Regions from separate parts of the Mus musculus genome. Here all the other regions are linked to region 3. A link is a contact called in public promoter capture Hi-C data. All regions are on one chromosome and are shown on one strand. The core of a region is the stretch at or near the end of the contact, and the rest is flanking DNA. Distances in the headings are between cores, read along the strand shown.

The links. Promoter capture Hi-C pulls out the DNA fragments that hold promoters and counts their contacts.
Region 1: a promoter capture Hi-C map of hippocampal neurons shows a contact between it and region 3, with 3 times the contacts expected there. The contact joins the promoter of Sgip1 here to the promoter of Leprot in region 3. A contact is called at or near these places in 1 of 39 promoter capture datasets (hippocampal neurons) and 1 of 115 datasets of contacts at active chromatin or transcription factors (astrocytes).
Region 2: a contact with region 3 is called in a promoter capture Hi-C map of pre-B cells, with 4 times the contacts expected there. The contact joins the promoter of Alg6 here to the promoter of Leprot in region 3. A contact is called at or near these places in 3 of 39 promoter capture datasets (the C10 cell line, liver and pre-B cells), 5 of 484 Hi-C or Micro-C datasets (CD4 T cells, the G1E-ER4 cell line, muscle stem cells and 1 more) and 1 of 9 other capture datasets (liver).
Region 4: a contact with region 3 is called in a promoter capture Hi-C map of pre-B cells, with 5 times the contacts expected there. The contact joins the promoter of Itgb3bp here to the promoter of Leprot in region 3. A contact is called at or near these places in 3 of 39 promoter capture datasets (hippocampal neurons, liver and pre-B cells), 2 of 115 datasets of contacts at active chromatin or transcription factors (astrocytes and large pre-B cells) and 2 of 9 other capture datasets (adipose tissue and liver).

Annotation. Positions count from the first base shown.
Region 1 is chr4:102,757,960-102,761,687 of GRCm38.p6, forward strand. Sgip1 (SH3-domain GRB2-like (endophilin) interacting protein 1) reads left to right here and starts at 2,176. Exons shown (of 26, transcript NM_001285852.1): 1 at 2,176-2,606. The coding sequence starts at 2,597.
Region 2 is chr4:99,714,024-99,717,426 of GRCm38.p6, forward strand. It overlaps Alg6 (asparagine-linked glycosylation 6 (alpha-1,3,-glucosyltransferase)), which reads left to right and starts at 1,607. Exons shown (of 15, transcript NM_001081264.1): 1 at 1,607-1,683.
Region 3 is chr4:101,646,410-101,649,745 of GRCm38.p6, forward strand. Leprot (leptin receptor overlapping transcript) reads left to right here and starts at 1,374. Exons shown (of 4, transcript NM_175036.4): 1 at 1,374-1,416. The coding sequence starts at 1,401.
Region 4 is chr4:99,826,931-99,830,457 of GRCm38.p6, forward strand. It overlaps Itgb3bp (integrin beta 3 binding protein (beta3-endonexin)), which reads right to left and starts at 2,228. Exons shown (of 9, transcript NM_026348.4): 1 at 2,153-2,228. The coding sequence starts at 2,157. Efcab7 (EF-hand calcium binding domain 7) reads left to right here and starts at 2,515. Exons shown (of 14, transcript NM_145549.2): 1 at 2,515-2,624.

The DNA.
Region 1 (3,728 bases), core at 926-3,425, 1.1 Mb after region 3:
TTATAGCAGAGGTTCCCAACCTTCCTAATACTGTGACCCTTTAATACAGTGCCTCATGCTGTGGGAACTCCCAACCATAAAATTATTTTTGTTGGGACTTCATAACTGTACTTTTGCTACTGTTACAAATCCCAACGCAAATATTTATGTTTTCTGATGGTCTTAGGTAACCACTGCCATTTGACCTACAAAAGGGTCACGGCCCACAGGCTGAGAACCACTGGTTTATAGGCTTGTGGACTTATTCTAACTTCCATTTTATAGGTAAGAAGCCAAAGTCCAGAGTTGTATAACTGGCCTCTGTTCTCAGACCTCAATGAAGAAGAGACAGGATTCCATTTCATTGTTTGATACCAGTCTCCATCCCTGTTGTTAATCTTCATTAAAATAATTTGCTAATCACACACACACACACACACACACACACACACACACACACACACACACACATCCTTTATTCAATAACCCACCACAGTTTTTAGAGCCAATCAACTTGCCCTTAAGACAAGTGTTACTTTGTAATCTCTTCCTTTTAAAACTCTACGGCCTCATAGGCCTCGGGAAAAAGCCACGAGCATGTATAGCTCTCAGGAGACTTTAATGTTTAAATGCAGAAGCCACAGAAAGATGGATCCTTGTGGGAAAACAATGAGGCTTTTAAAAATTATTATTATTGCTATTATCATTAATTATTATTATAAAACTCTTGTAAGTTACTAAGAAGCTGAGTTGCTTTTTGATTTTGACTAATTCATCTCTTCGTTCGGCCTCTTTAGTATTTCATAGCCACCAATATCTCGTATTCCCTCTGGAGGAAAGAATCAGACTATGTCGAGATCTGGGTAATACTAAGTGAGGGTGTTATAAATGATCAGCCCTATTGTTAGTTTCTGACCTGATCTTCAATAAAGAGATTTTCATAGCCCCGGCTTTGCTATTCTTCCTTAGTTTAAAGACCTTTCTCTAGCCTTTTCATCATCTGCTCCCTACAGTGATAGGCCTTCCTTACTCGATTCAATTTATTTCTTTTTGCTTTGTTTTAGCCTGGTTAAACCCAGGATCACAGGACACCAGGCCTGGGAGTCCCTCCCTTTGAAGGACTCCTAGGACTTTTGATAGCACTCAGGTGACAGACCCTCAGCTCCACCAGACCTTGTGCCTGAACCTTTCCCCATTCTAGCAAGTTGCCAAGGCCCAGGCTCCGCCCATTCCTCCAGCGCAACCTGGACCGATTGCCTTCCTCTCTGGATTTCCCTTGGGGTGAACGACTGGGCTCCTAGGCGACTGAAGACTGCAGGAGGAGCGTCTTGCAAAACCTGCCATGTAGCAGCGGCTTCAGTTGGCAGCTGTAGCCGAGGCTGCAAGCGAGGCTCCCCACCTGGGGCAGGCGTCTGCCCAGCTCGGCTGGAGGACGCGGTGACGGAGGGCCCCCGCAGCCCCGGGGTCGCGGCTGCGGAGCGGAGTGCGTGGGAGGAGGCGACTCGCGCACGCCTGAGGCGGCCAACGCTTAGACTCTTGCCTTCAATCCCCCTCTCCCGCCTCTCGCCCCAGAAATGAGCTGGAGCATCGCCTGTTTGATTCCAGAGCCCGAATCGGGTGGGTTCTTTTGTTTCTTTGTTTTAATGACAGTTGCCAGCCCTTGGGCATGTCATGCGCAATTAATTTCCTGCTTCCTTTCAAGGCAGCTGGGATGAATTTTTTTTCCTGCATCATCCTTTGGGGGATGGTTGTTTATGATGTGACGTCAGCGAATTGATTTTTCTCTCGTGAATGAGAGGAAGAGACACACAAGGAGAGACAGAGAGACCTAGACAGAGAGACAGGGCGCGGGGGGTGTGGGGGCCAGAGAGACCTAAAGAGAGCGCGAGCCAGCCACAGATGACAGATGTGCACAGAGGCCAAGCGCTGACATTTGAAATTCCTTCAGGTCAAAGTGAGGTTGGAATGGGAGTGTAAACGTGTGTTGCTAAGATCTGGAATTACTAAGAAGTGTTTTCTTAAAAAAATAAGTAAAAGAGAGAAAAACGAAAAAAAAAAAAAAATCCCTGGGATCAGCCTCCTGGGCTTCTTTCTTGCTGGCATCCCCTGTCAGGGTGGCAGTTCAGATCATCGGGCGCCCCAGAGCCGCAATAGGCTTGCAAGGACCACGAGGAGGGGCGGGGGAAGTGCGTCACCAGGTGGGGAAGGGGCTGTGTGTTTGGAGAGGAGCGGGAGGCAGTGGGGGTAGCGAGCAATGGGGACGGGAAATGGGTTCCGTGCGCTCTCCGGGGGTATTGTGTCAGGAGATGCAGGCTGGCTACCATGTGACGCGGTCCAGAGCTGAAGGGATTGGCCGAGGCAGCGCAGGCGGTGCAGCTCGCCGGCTTGCTGTTCCTCTCTGCCTTTCTCTCACAGCATCTTCCTGGGAGACTGTAGGTGAAGCAGCACTAGCTGCATCCATGGCCGGTCTTTCGGGTTAACACTTGTCTCCTTTGGCTTGGCAGCAAGCAGAGCAGACCTCAGCGGCAGCTTTGTGAGGACTTAGCTGGGACCTGGAAGCGTATCCTCCTGTGTTTTTTCTGACTTCTTGGAAAATAAGGAATGCAATTCTGCCACCATGATGGAAGGTAGGATTCCCTCTGCTGTGGTTGGCTGGCTCCAGGCAAGATTTGGGTAGACCAGTATGGAAGAATGCATGCAGCCCGTGGTGTCTGTGTCTAGAACCTGGCTGCCAGGATTTTTGCAAGCAGATACTGCAGCTTGCTTGCAACCGGGCCCAGGCTTAGACTAATGGAATCAAACCACAGGGTTTCTGTCTAGCTCAGAATCTCCACAGCTCCCAGCCTCTTTGAAAAGAGAAAAGCCTAAGTGTTTGCAGAGAGCTGAGGCAGCCAAGAATAAGGTCTCAGAACAAACAAGTTGGGGAAGAAGATAAGGGGTTTCTGTGGAAGGTTAAGCACGCTGGTTAAATCTTTGCAATGGAAAGTATTTTCCGAAATTGATATTAGACAGAAGAGGTCATCGAGAGAGTTATCTATGCTGGCATTTTCAGTGAACTGCTTACATATCTTATAAGATATTCTGATCTTTGAGGTTTGCATTATAGTATTGGAGTGAGGGGTGCAACAAATTTGGTTCATAAACTGGAGTTTTATGAGGGCTGTCATTGCAGCAGAATGAACGATCTAAGAAAAAGACCTGGGCCTCTTTGCTCCTTCATCAGGTTCAGACCAGTTCGTAGAGGAAATGGCTCTTAGTTTAGCATCAAGTGATTAGTTGCTGATTATCTTACTGCATTTAATACTAAGTGTAGGGAGGACCTTCCCCTGGGAGATGCTATTTAAACTACATTTTATTCTACCAGCTTGCCCTTTCCAGTCTAAGATAGTGACAGCCAACATCACCTCAGAAAAAGCAACAAATTGGTCAGAGAAGAAGCAGACAGCTCTATGTTGCCTTTGATTATCTGTTTTCACATTGCAGGATGGGGTAAAACTCCTGGCCTTTCCTAAGATGACAGGCAGAAATTTTGGACCCAGGCTAGATTTTATAATGCAGAACCTAGTGCATAATGGGTCTCAGATCAGCCACAGAAATGTCAGAGGGGCCACCTAAAGCCAAGGTCTGTCCTACCAGTTGCCAATGGTCAATGGACCTTAGCAATTTACCAAACTGGAATAAAAGGGAGATGGTTTCAACAAAACCAGTGAAGCTCCCCTTGTCTCTCCGCCACCCTCCTTTCCCCCTTC
Region 2 (3,403 bases), core at 357-2,856, 1.9 Mb before region 3:
TCCAAGGTGTTTCATGTATGTGTGATCCTGTAATGTGCTGGGCTTCAGACAGCATGTGTCAGCATGCTAGAGACTTCATCAGCTCACCTCCTCCTGGCGGGCTAACACACGCTCACTTAAGTACAGCTGCTTATCTTTCTTCCCCATTAGCTCCCTCATTTCTTCAGCAAATAAAAACGTTCTATCTTTAGCTCCAGCATCTTTCCTAGGTTCTGATTCACAAGTGGCACACAAGTGTTAGTATTTTGTTGTGTTGACATCACATCAAATTCACTACAGTGTAGCATCTTCTTCCAAGTCGATTCCAAGCTTCCCAACACACTACCTTGGGGACCATCCCATAATATTCTTTCCTTTAACCTTGCTGTCCTGCACACTTCCTACATTACAAAGACCTTTACACATCCCCTGTCCCATTGACCCTTCCTAGTTCTCACCCTGGTCTAACCATAACTTTTCCCTCTGACACATCCATTATCACCTGTGTCTGATTTTTCTTTCAAAGCTAAGGTGGCTCATTCAGGAAGAAGCCTTTCCTGACAGTTAATAGTTTACACCGAGTCCAAGTCTTGTCTTAACTCCCATGGACTGTGGTGTGTATACTACTAATGTGACAGTGTGCACTTCATTGTGCTGCTTTCTATTCTTTTTTTGCATGGGAAATGCTTTTTGAAGAGAATTTTGTGAGAGCAGAGACTCCAGTGTAGTCAAACAGGTGAGCTCTAGGTTGAGTGAAAGACTGTCTCAAAATGTAAGGTGGGGATGGATAGAGAAAGACACCAGCATCGACCTTTGATCTCTTCAAGTACACACAGGTAACACATACTTCTTCCCCCACCCCCAATTCACCTCCCCCAGCAATACTCAATATTTGTTTTCACTTATGTCAGAGTTGGTGTCTACAAAATGGCACAAATCAAAAGCAGGGTGTGAGGGAAGGAGGGGGATATTATTTTTGGCAAATGTGGGAACGGATGGTTCAAGTTGCCTGATGGGGCATGTAGTGTCTATTCTGGGACGGAGTTTTTTTTTTTTTTTTTTTTTTTTGGCGGGTCAGGGACAGGGTCTTGCTGTGTATCTCAGGCTGACCCTCTTACTCTCCATCCTCTTGCCTCAGCCTCCCTAGAGGTGAGAATGTCACCGTGTGTAGCTATTGCTGCTCATAGGCTCAACCCAGAGGCTCTAGAAACGGTTTCTCACTAGAAGTAACTTCTCAACTTTACTGGGGCAAGTAGTCTTTGCTTAGCTCTAAGAAAGTAGGCTGGCTGCTGTAGGGCACTGACCCAGGAGGAAGACCTGCCACTCGGGATGAGGACTGGCCAAGGGCTCGCCAGTGCGAAGAGCGCAGGAGCCGCCCCTCACAGGAATCCGTGGGCTAAGCAGCCGCTCAAGCTTTGGCCGTGGTCCCGGGAAAGAGGAGCAAGGGGCTTTCCACCTGCCCCTGACCTAACCCCAGCCGCCAGGCTTCTCGAATTCCAGGGCTTGCACCCCGCCTCCCGCAACGTGGCAGTCTAGCTCTCCCAGTCCCGCCCCTCCACGATGACTCCGCCCACCACTCCGCCCCCTCGCCTTACGGGCTCGCTCCCGTGAGCGCCGCTGGGAGCGCGCGTGCTCCTCGGGCTGTGAGTGCGCAGGCGCATTCGCTGGTTCTCTGCGGGCGCCAATTCTGGAGAGCAGAGGCTGGTAAGAGCCTGGGGTTGCCGAGGTCTGGAGGCGGCAGGCGTCGGGAGGTCCCGGCAGCCGGCTCGAGCGGGCTTCTCGGGGGCTTGTTGGGAGGTCTCGCCCATCCCCGAGATCCCCGGCGTGTGGCTGTCCTGCAGAAGTGACGCGGCCTGGCCGGATTGGCCTCGGCGACCCTGTCCCCGCCGTCCTGTGGGTCTGTCCCTCCCGAGGCTGATGTCCCGAGGGTACCTTAGCAGGAAAAAGAAGTCTGGGACTTGACGGTCTGGCCCCTTGTCGGGATGTGCCTGCTATCTGTGCGTGGCCTCCTGAGAAAGTTGCTGAGCTGCTCTTGCAGGTGGCACAGCAGTCGCCTGCTGTTTAAGGGGGAGATAGCCCGAATGGTGGCACTGGGAGGCAGAGGCAGGAGGATCTCAGGTTTCCAGGCCAGCCTGTTCTACATTGGAGAGTTTTAGGCTAGCCAGAGCAACACGGTGAGACCTCGTGTTTCACTGTGTTTCACACAGGACTTCCGAAAATGTAGTATCCCTCACTCTCTCCTCCCTTCTCCTGCCCACATTTGTCCACCCCGACTACCTTCTCTAGTCAAGTGGGTTCCTGCTTTCTGCCAACCGAACTCTAAGGATGGAAGGACATTGAAAGGACTAGAAATGATCTTTGCTCGCATAGCAATTTTGTTCTGAATAACAAGTGAATGGCATTTCCTCATAAGCTCGTTTGTTGGAATAACATGCTTGCAGAACCATACTGTACATAATTCTACTGGAACTTGTTGCTCATCACTCACCCAGGGAACGTATCTTTTTCTGTTTCTCAGTTCAAATAACAATATTCATTTCATCTCACAAGACCTCTCCAGAGAACCCCCCTCCTCATTAACCCTACCCCCTTAGGTAATTTTTGTTGTTGTTGTTTCTGTTGTTGATCTGTGGCTTTAAAAATGTATGGTTAAATACAATGCAGGGTGTTCTTTCAATTCTTTTTTTTTTTTTAATTTTTTATTAGGTATCGTCCTCATTTACATTTCCAATGCTATCCCAAAAGTCCCCCATACACTCACCCCCACTCCCCTCCCCACCCACTCCCCCTTTTTGGCCCTGGCGTTCCCCTGTACTGGGGCATATAAAGTTTGCAAGTCCAATGGGCCTCTCTTTCCAGTGATGGCCGACTAGGCCATCTTTTGATACATATGCAGCTAGAGTCAAGAGCTCCGGGGTACTGGTTAGTTCATAATGTTGTTCCACCTATAGGGTTGCAGATCCCTTTAGTTCCTTGGCTACTTTCTCTAGCTCAATTTATTTATTTTTTTTATTAATTTGTAGTACCATACATGTGTGCTGGCTAGTTTACTGTCAATTCGACAAGCTAGAGTAGGAAGCTTTAGTTGAAGAGAACTTCAACTAAAAAAAAAAAAAATGCTCCCGGGCTGGAGAGATGGCTCAGTGGTTAAGAGCACTGACTGCTCTTCTGAAGGTCCTGAGTTCAAATCCCAGCAACCACATGGTGGCTCATGACCATCTGTAATGAGATCTGACGCCCTCTTCGGGTGCATCTGAATACAGCTACAGTGTACTTAGATATAATAGTAAATAAACCTTAAAAAAAAAAAATGCTCCCACCAGGCTGGCTTATTGGCAAGACTGGTGCTTTTCTTTCTTTTTTAAAAAATAATTTTTTTTCAGACAGGGTTTTTCTGTGTAGCTCTGATTGTCCTGGAACTGGA
Region 3 (3,336 bases), core at 124-2,623:
ATATACATATTTTCCTTTTAAGTTTAGAACTTCGTGGGTTTTGACTTTCTAACCTTGTCTAAAGAGCTGTTTGGTTCAGTTCCTATTCTTTCTGAACTGCTTTCTGTAGAGGACTTGGACTACTGGATGGTTTCTAAGATGAAGGAAGATTCCACTGAAGAAGGTAAGAATAAGATGGATCTGGAGGAGTGAAAATTGGCCTTAGTTACTTGCAGGCCTGCGTTTATTTAAGGACCTAAAGAAATCCGGACCCACAGAGTTTGTAATGAATGAGGGGGATAGACGGACGCGGTAGTTTACACAAAATGTTAATGTAGTTTGCTACAAAGCAAGCAAATCTATACAAAAGTCAAAGATCTTACATAGGGATATCTCTAATCCTGATTTCTGGTGCTGTCACTCACTCCCGATCTCTACTATATCAGCCACACACTCTCAAAACAAACCACACAGGCACACAGGAAGAGTCGTCCTGGAAGGTAACCTCTCCCCATCCTTATCCCGTGCCCCACTTTTTCCACCAGTCCTTTCAGGCAAGTTTCCTAACAGCCAGCCAGGGTGATGGTGAGCATCTAGAATCTCCTGAGGCAGAGCCTGGGCCCCAAGTCACGACAGTGAGGAAGGGATGGACCCCAGATTGAGAAACAGGGCTGAGATGTCTCAGAATCCAGGATCCCCCGAAGAGTTAAAATAAAGGAGTTATTCTGAAGTAATCAAAGTGGGAGGGGGCTGAGACTAGGAGCGGAGTTCCCGGCCAGCGGGGCGGTGCTGAACAAACTGGGAGACTACTGGAATGAAGTTCTGAGTGGCAGGAAGTAGGACCAGTAGAGTCCGAGCTATGAGTGGCGGAGGCGGGATCAGTCCAATGGGGTGGAGTTCTGCATGGCGGATTGGGATCCGTGCTGGCAGGGACTGAGCTCAGCCAACTGGGGGCGGAGTCCGCGAAGTGGAGGAAGGCGTTGGGGGAGGGTCTCCATGAGCTGGAGGCAGGATTATGTGCCAGAGTGGCGGAACTGTGGGCCGAGCGGAACCGGGCCCGGCAGAGGAGGAGCTCAGAGTGGCAGGGATCAGAACCAGTATAGGAAATACTGAGTGCCTGTAGGGCAGAATCTGGCATAATTGGGTGTGAGGTTGTAATTGGCAGAATTCTAAACCAGTAGGAATCAGGTTCTGCATGGATGGTGGGATTGGGCTTCTGGGGGCGGGAAGCCACGGGATGGGGCGGAGTCTAAAATCAGGGGCGGGGCCTAATGAAGGGGCGGGGCTCCGTTGGTTGGGTAGGAAGTCAATACCGTCAGGGGGCGGGCCGGGCTTTGGATTCGCGCGCCGGCCCTGGCTAGTCTGGGTGTGGGCGGCTTTTGGAGAAAGCCGGAAGCAGCGACAGCCCCAGCTCCAGAGACATGGCGGGCGTTAAAGGTACACTGCGACCCTCGCCCGCGGCTAGTGGGTGGGGTCGCTCCTGGCTCCAGGCTGCATGGCGAGCAGCCTGTGTGCGGGTGTGCGAGTTCCTGCAGACCGCGGCCTCCCGAATGCGCGGCAGAGGTGTTTTGCGGAGCCTATAAACGCTCGCGCCCACGCCCACGCCCGTCAGTTCCCAGGCGGGGGCTTCTCCCGTGGGCTGTACGTTCCACAGTGGTCCCCTGGGCTTTTCAGTTCTCCGTAGGTCACATCAGGGTCCCACATCCTCACCTTCCTGCCCCGCCGCAGTTTCCTGTGGCTTACAGAGGAGCCTTTGTGTCCAGGATGTGTGTTGGAAACTTGGTCCTGTTGTTCCCTTACGGTTTTTCTCGCTGGGCAGAATAATTTCGGGCGTGTGGCACTTTGGAAAGTAACCAGAAATACCCTATTCGACGCAACCTTGGGGCTGCAATTAGATGGGATTTTAACAAGACTTTTCTTGAGTGTTTACTGGTCTGTGAACAGAGCAGTATGTGCTGTTTGTGTTCTTGAATGGTGATGAAAGGAGGGTACCGAAAGATTATCACCCTGATCTGTGTGAATGCAGAGCTTTGGGCGTTGGGTGGGGACAAAGTTACTGGAAGGCTTCCTGGTATTTGGATTTCTGGTCATCCGCACAGAGAAGACTTAATTTATCTCTGTGTTGGACTTCCTTTCTTTGAAAACTATCCACAAAGACCTTCCCACTCACCAACATCTGTAAGATGGATACAGTGTATACTCATGTGGATGCACTGTACATTATCTGTGCACAACTAGTAACAGACATAGCTAACCATTTTGGGGGGACTTTTGTATTTCAAATCAAAGTAAACATGGTTTACTTGGGCAATGTCCACTGTATGACGTATCCATTTGAAGACAGTGTAGAAAGCATGTAAAATTGTGTCTCACTACTACAGAGTGTTCAGTCCTGGACAGAAAGTACAAAGTAGCAACAGTAATTTATGGGCCTATGTAGTGAAAAGGAACAAAGGCTATGAAGTAGACAAGAGCACAAGGAAGTAAAACTTTGCCCATAATTCAACTGTTATTGAGAAACTATGCTGGAGACTTGGGATAAAAGATAAGTGAGAAGTTTGGACTGAGTTGATTGCCGAAAATAATTATATTGCTGTGTAAGAAAATGATGTGTGCTCTGACAGTTGAGAACATAGAGATAATATAGTGGAGGGAATCATGTTGCTCCAAAAGATATGTTTTAAGTTGTAACTCCCTGCTGCCAAATGAGGGTGTGGCCTTGTTTGCAACTAGCAGATGTTATCAATCTAAGGTTGCCTTGTGTGATGTCCTTCAGATAAGGGGGGAGGGGGAAAGCACAAAGTAAGGATTGAAGCAGAGGGCCCCAAGATGGCTTGGTAGGAAAGGCACTTGCTGTCGAGCCTTAAGACCTGCGTTTGATCCCTGGGACCTACCTGGTTGAAGGAGAGAACCAACTCGAACAGGTTATCCTCTGACCTCCACACTTGCACACGCAGTATGGTGCATGGCTACAAGTAGATAGATAAACGTAAATAAGTAATTTTTTAAAAAGTAAGAGAAACTGGAGTGCCGTAGCTGCAAGCCAAGCAGTAGTATAGACATAGCAGCACTGGGCAAGGAAGTTTGTTCTCTTCAGAGACGCCTTAATTTTAGAAGCCTAACTTCAGAACCGAGAGAATTCATTCCCTTTGTTCAGAGCCACCCAGATTGTAGTAGTTCGATGTGAAGCTAATATGAATGACCACTCTATGGGGGGAATAGAAGAGGCGATAGTTATGCTGAATTTACAGGACTCTGTAAGGCTTGGGTTAAGACCAGGATATATTCATGACTGGGGCAGAGGCCATGACAGAACACATCTTATTCTTCTCATTTTCCCAGGCTCTTGGAGGCAGA
Region 4 (3,527 bases), core at 978-3,477, 1.8 Mb before region 3:
TTTCCCCAATTGCTTTTCTTAAAAAAAAAAAAAGAATAGAATGTTATTTTCCAGTCAAATATAAAGAAAATTATGAGTGAGTACAGATTACACCTTTCCACAATTGCATACCAAAACGTCATCATTTCAACATCACTGAAAATCAGTCCAGTTTCTGGGACTGGAGAGATGGCTCAGAAGTTAAGAGCACTTGCTACCCTTACAGAAGACTGGGGTTCAGTTCCCAGCAACGGTATGGTGGCTCATTATCATCTCTGACTCCAGTTCTGGGGCACATGATGATCTCTCCTGGCCTCCCTGGGTACCAGGTTGTAAGTGATTCATATACATACATGCAGGCAAAACACTCATCCACATTATAAAAAAAATGGTTTTTTTTTTTTTTTAGCTATCTTTTATAAGAACTTCCCAAGGTTTCTATTAGTACCACTTTGACTTCATAGTTTATCACATTTAAAAACAAAGCATCTCACTAACGAAGACGGAACTCTGCTACCAAAGCAGTGGTTCTCAACCCTTCTAATGCTGCAACCCTTTAATAAAATTATTTTGTTGCTACTTCATAACTTTAATTCTGCTACTGTTATAAATCATAATGTAAATATCTATATTTTCCAGTGGTCTTAGGTGGCCCCTGTGTAAGGCTGTTCGACCACCAAAGGGGTCATAACCCACAGGTTGAGAACCACTGCGCTACAGCGTGACTATGCTTCATACATGAAATTATTATGATGGCTTTAATCTCTTTGCTAAAACACATTAGCAGCAAAGCTGGGTCTAGGATGTAGTTCATCAGGTACAGTGCTCAGTTACTATACACAAAGCTTTAGGTTGGACCCCCAGCACTGAATAAACAGTGGGCGGTATGCAATCCCAGCACTGGGGGAGGTGGACGGAAAATTAGAAGTTTGTTGTTTTCTTCAGCTACAAAGTGAGTTTAAGATCAGCCTGGGTTATACAAGCCCCTGATTCTTTAGAAAAATGGACCAACCAACACAACTGCTAAAAATATGGGATGTCAATGTACTTAATGAAACTCTTCTAATATAACAACATCTACTCATATATTAAAGTTGCCAGTTGCCAGAAAAATATCCACTTCCAATAGATTTTGGTTCCTCACTTCTGTAAACAGATCAGGAACATAGTTTACACACCAAATTCATTTTCATTCTTTTCCTGCTTAAGTTTTGTTCCCTCATCTTTGCCAGCAATGTTATAATAGACATTTTTCTAATGCATTAAAAGATAAACCTTTTTAGAATGGTGAGTTAATAAATATTGTTATTTCCGAAGGTCCTCCTTCTTTTATGTCAGCTCATATCTTACACAAGTATCCCCGATAATATCTTAGTTTGCATTTTACTCAAACAGGAAAATGTTACCCTAGCAGGAAGTACCTAAATCAGCCTGGTACGGGGGTAGCCAAAGAAGTATTACAAGAGTTAGGTCTTCCTCCTCCCTCAAATTCTTTAAAAAGACCCTGTTTTTTTTAAAAACAAAACAAAACAAAAAAAAAAAAAAACCTGTTTATACAACCGCTAACTGTGCTTTATATAGCCTATGTAGGGTAGCCGAAGGGTAGCAGTCTAGCACAATACCCATCTCTACTATGGTCATTTTCGGTAATCACATTATTGGGGTTGGGCTGTAACTTAAAGATGACCCAATACAAACCCACTTTTTACTTTTTTCAAGCTTATTTTTATAAGTAAGAAAAGTAAATCACTTATTACTGAGTTGCTAAGTGATAATCTTAAGAATCTTTCAGTGCCTGAAATCCATTCAGTCCATGAAATCTCTCCCGAGTTTCAGAGAACTCACTACACAAATGCTTAACAAGCATTTAAAAATTCTACAAATTACAGAGAAATGTTTACTTAATATACTCTTTCATTCTTAGTCATTTCAAGTTAGACATTACTCAGATTTAGCCCGCAGCTTACACAATGATGTGAAGTTTTAAGAGTCAAAGAAGTGTTGGAAGGGTAGAGGTAGGTTGGGAATACCAAGCATCCCGACGCTGTCAACAGAGAAAAGTTTATAGAAATAAAAAAGACAAGGTGACCATGGGACGGCATACTCTTCCTGTATACTCTTTTTGCTCATAGAGGGCCCACAAAACAGCAACGTCTGGGGAAGGGATACCTACGGCATTTCGGGACTCCGTTGCTGGACAGAACCAACTGAGAAACCGCAAACGCGGAAGCATAAAAAGCCCGCGTAGTAAGCGCTGGATGAGGTGTCACCCCGTATGCAGCTCGCCGGAAACAGTCTCCGCGCGAGAAAGAGCCTGAACGTGTTCAAGGAAATGGTGCAGGGAGTCTAAGGCCAGAATCCATTTAGCCCCAGCCGCATGCAGCGCACGACCCTCCTCACTATTGTGGACATGCCAGCCTCGCAACAGATAAGCTACAATGCCATGGCTGTTCTCTCTCGGTCAATGGTCCACAAATCTCTGGTCGGAGCGTTTGGAAGGTGCTCTGCCTCTTATTTCCGGTGGCGGCGAGGCGCAGTTGCTATGGTAATCTAAAAAAGGCGGAGGTCTGTCCGGTTGCGCCGAGAGGTTCGCGGATCTACTAACGAAAATTGGCTGCTCTTCTTGGTTTGTGAGCTGAAATTAGGTAGCCACCAAGCCTCTCTCTTGCTCTGTCGCTCGCTCTGCTCTTCATTGTGCGGCCGCCTCTCCCATCTGCTACGTTTACTTCTGTGTCCTCCTAAGAGCCGGTGCATGCCCCGAAACACACAAGGGGATGCAGCATCGTGGCCAGAGGAGTACAAAAAACGGAGAGAGCTTGTCTGGGATTAGTTGTGACTGTTTCACGGTGCAGCGACGGTGACTGGATGGCTCTCTGTTTTCATTTGGCCCTTTAGACGCCTTAGGCGCTTTTAACAGTTTATTTTTCCTGCTTATTGTGTGCCTAGTTATTTATGGAGCCGTTTGCTACAATATACTCTCCAGGCCCCTGTCTCAGACTTGGGCTAGAATTTTAAATAAAAGGTGGTTTCCGAGCCCTAGGGGTGCAATTATATATTTATTTAAGCTTCAGTTTGGACTGTCTTCACAGGAAGGGAAAGAATAGAATTCTGGAACATTTCTGTCCAGGGATTTTCATGTGAGAATAACCCCATTTGGAAGGAGCACTTGAAGATCCTTAAAAATGTTTTTAAATTGCTTGCTGTAAGCCGAGTGCTTGCTCTTCCTTATTGGAATAGTTTTCTTTCCCGTTTGTGAGATGGCGCGCACGCATATGTGTTTAAAACCGATGTTTAATTATGGTGATACCAATTTGCAGTAACCAGACTGTGACACCACATCCCTATGGGGTCCTTCTAAATCTGGTGTAATATGAAAGTGTCAGGCAGGCGGTCTGTGTATTATAAATAGGGTACTTCATCCATGATAAGCGATTATTATCTTTCTTTCCCAAGTGTAAAAGACCTACATAATTCAAGAAGGTGCCAGTGATTTAGGCCTCCTGAGTATGAATCCAATGAGTCCTGAAGGGGACCCTACCTGTGTCATC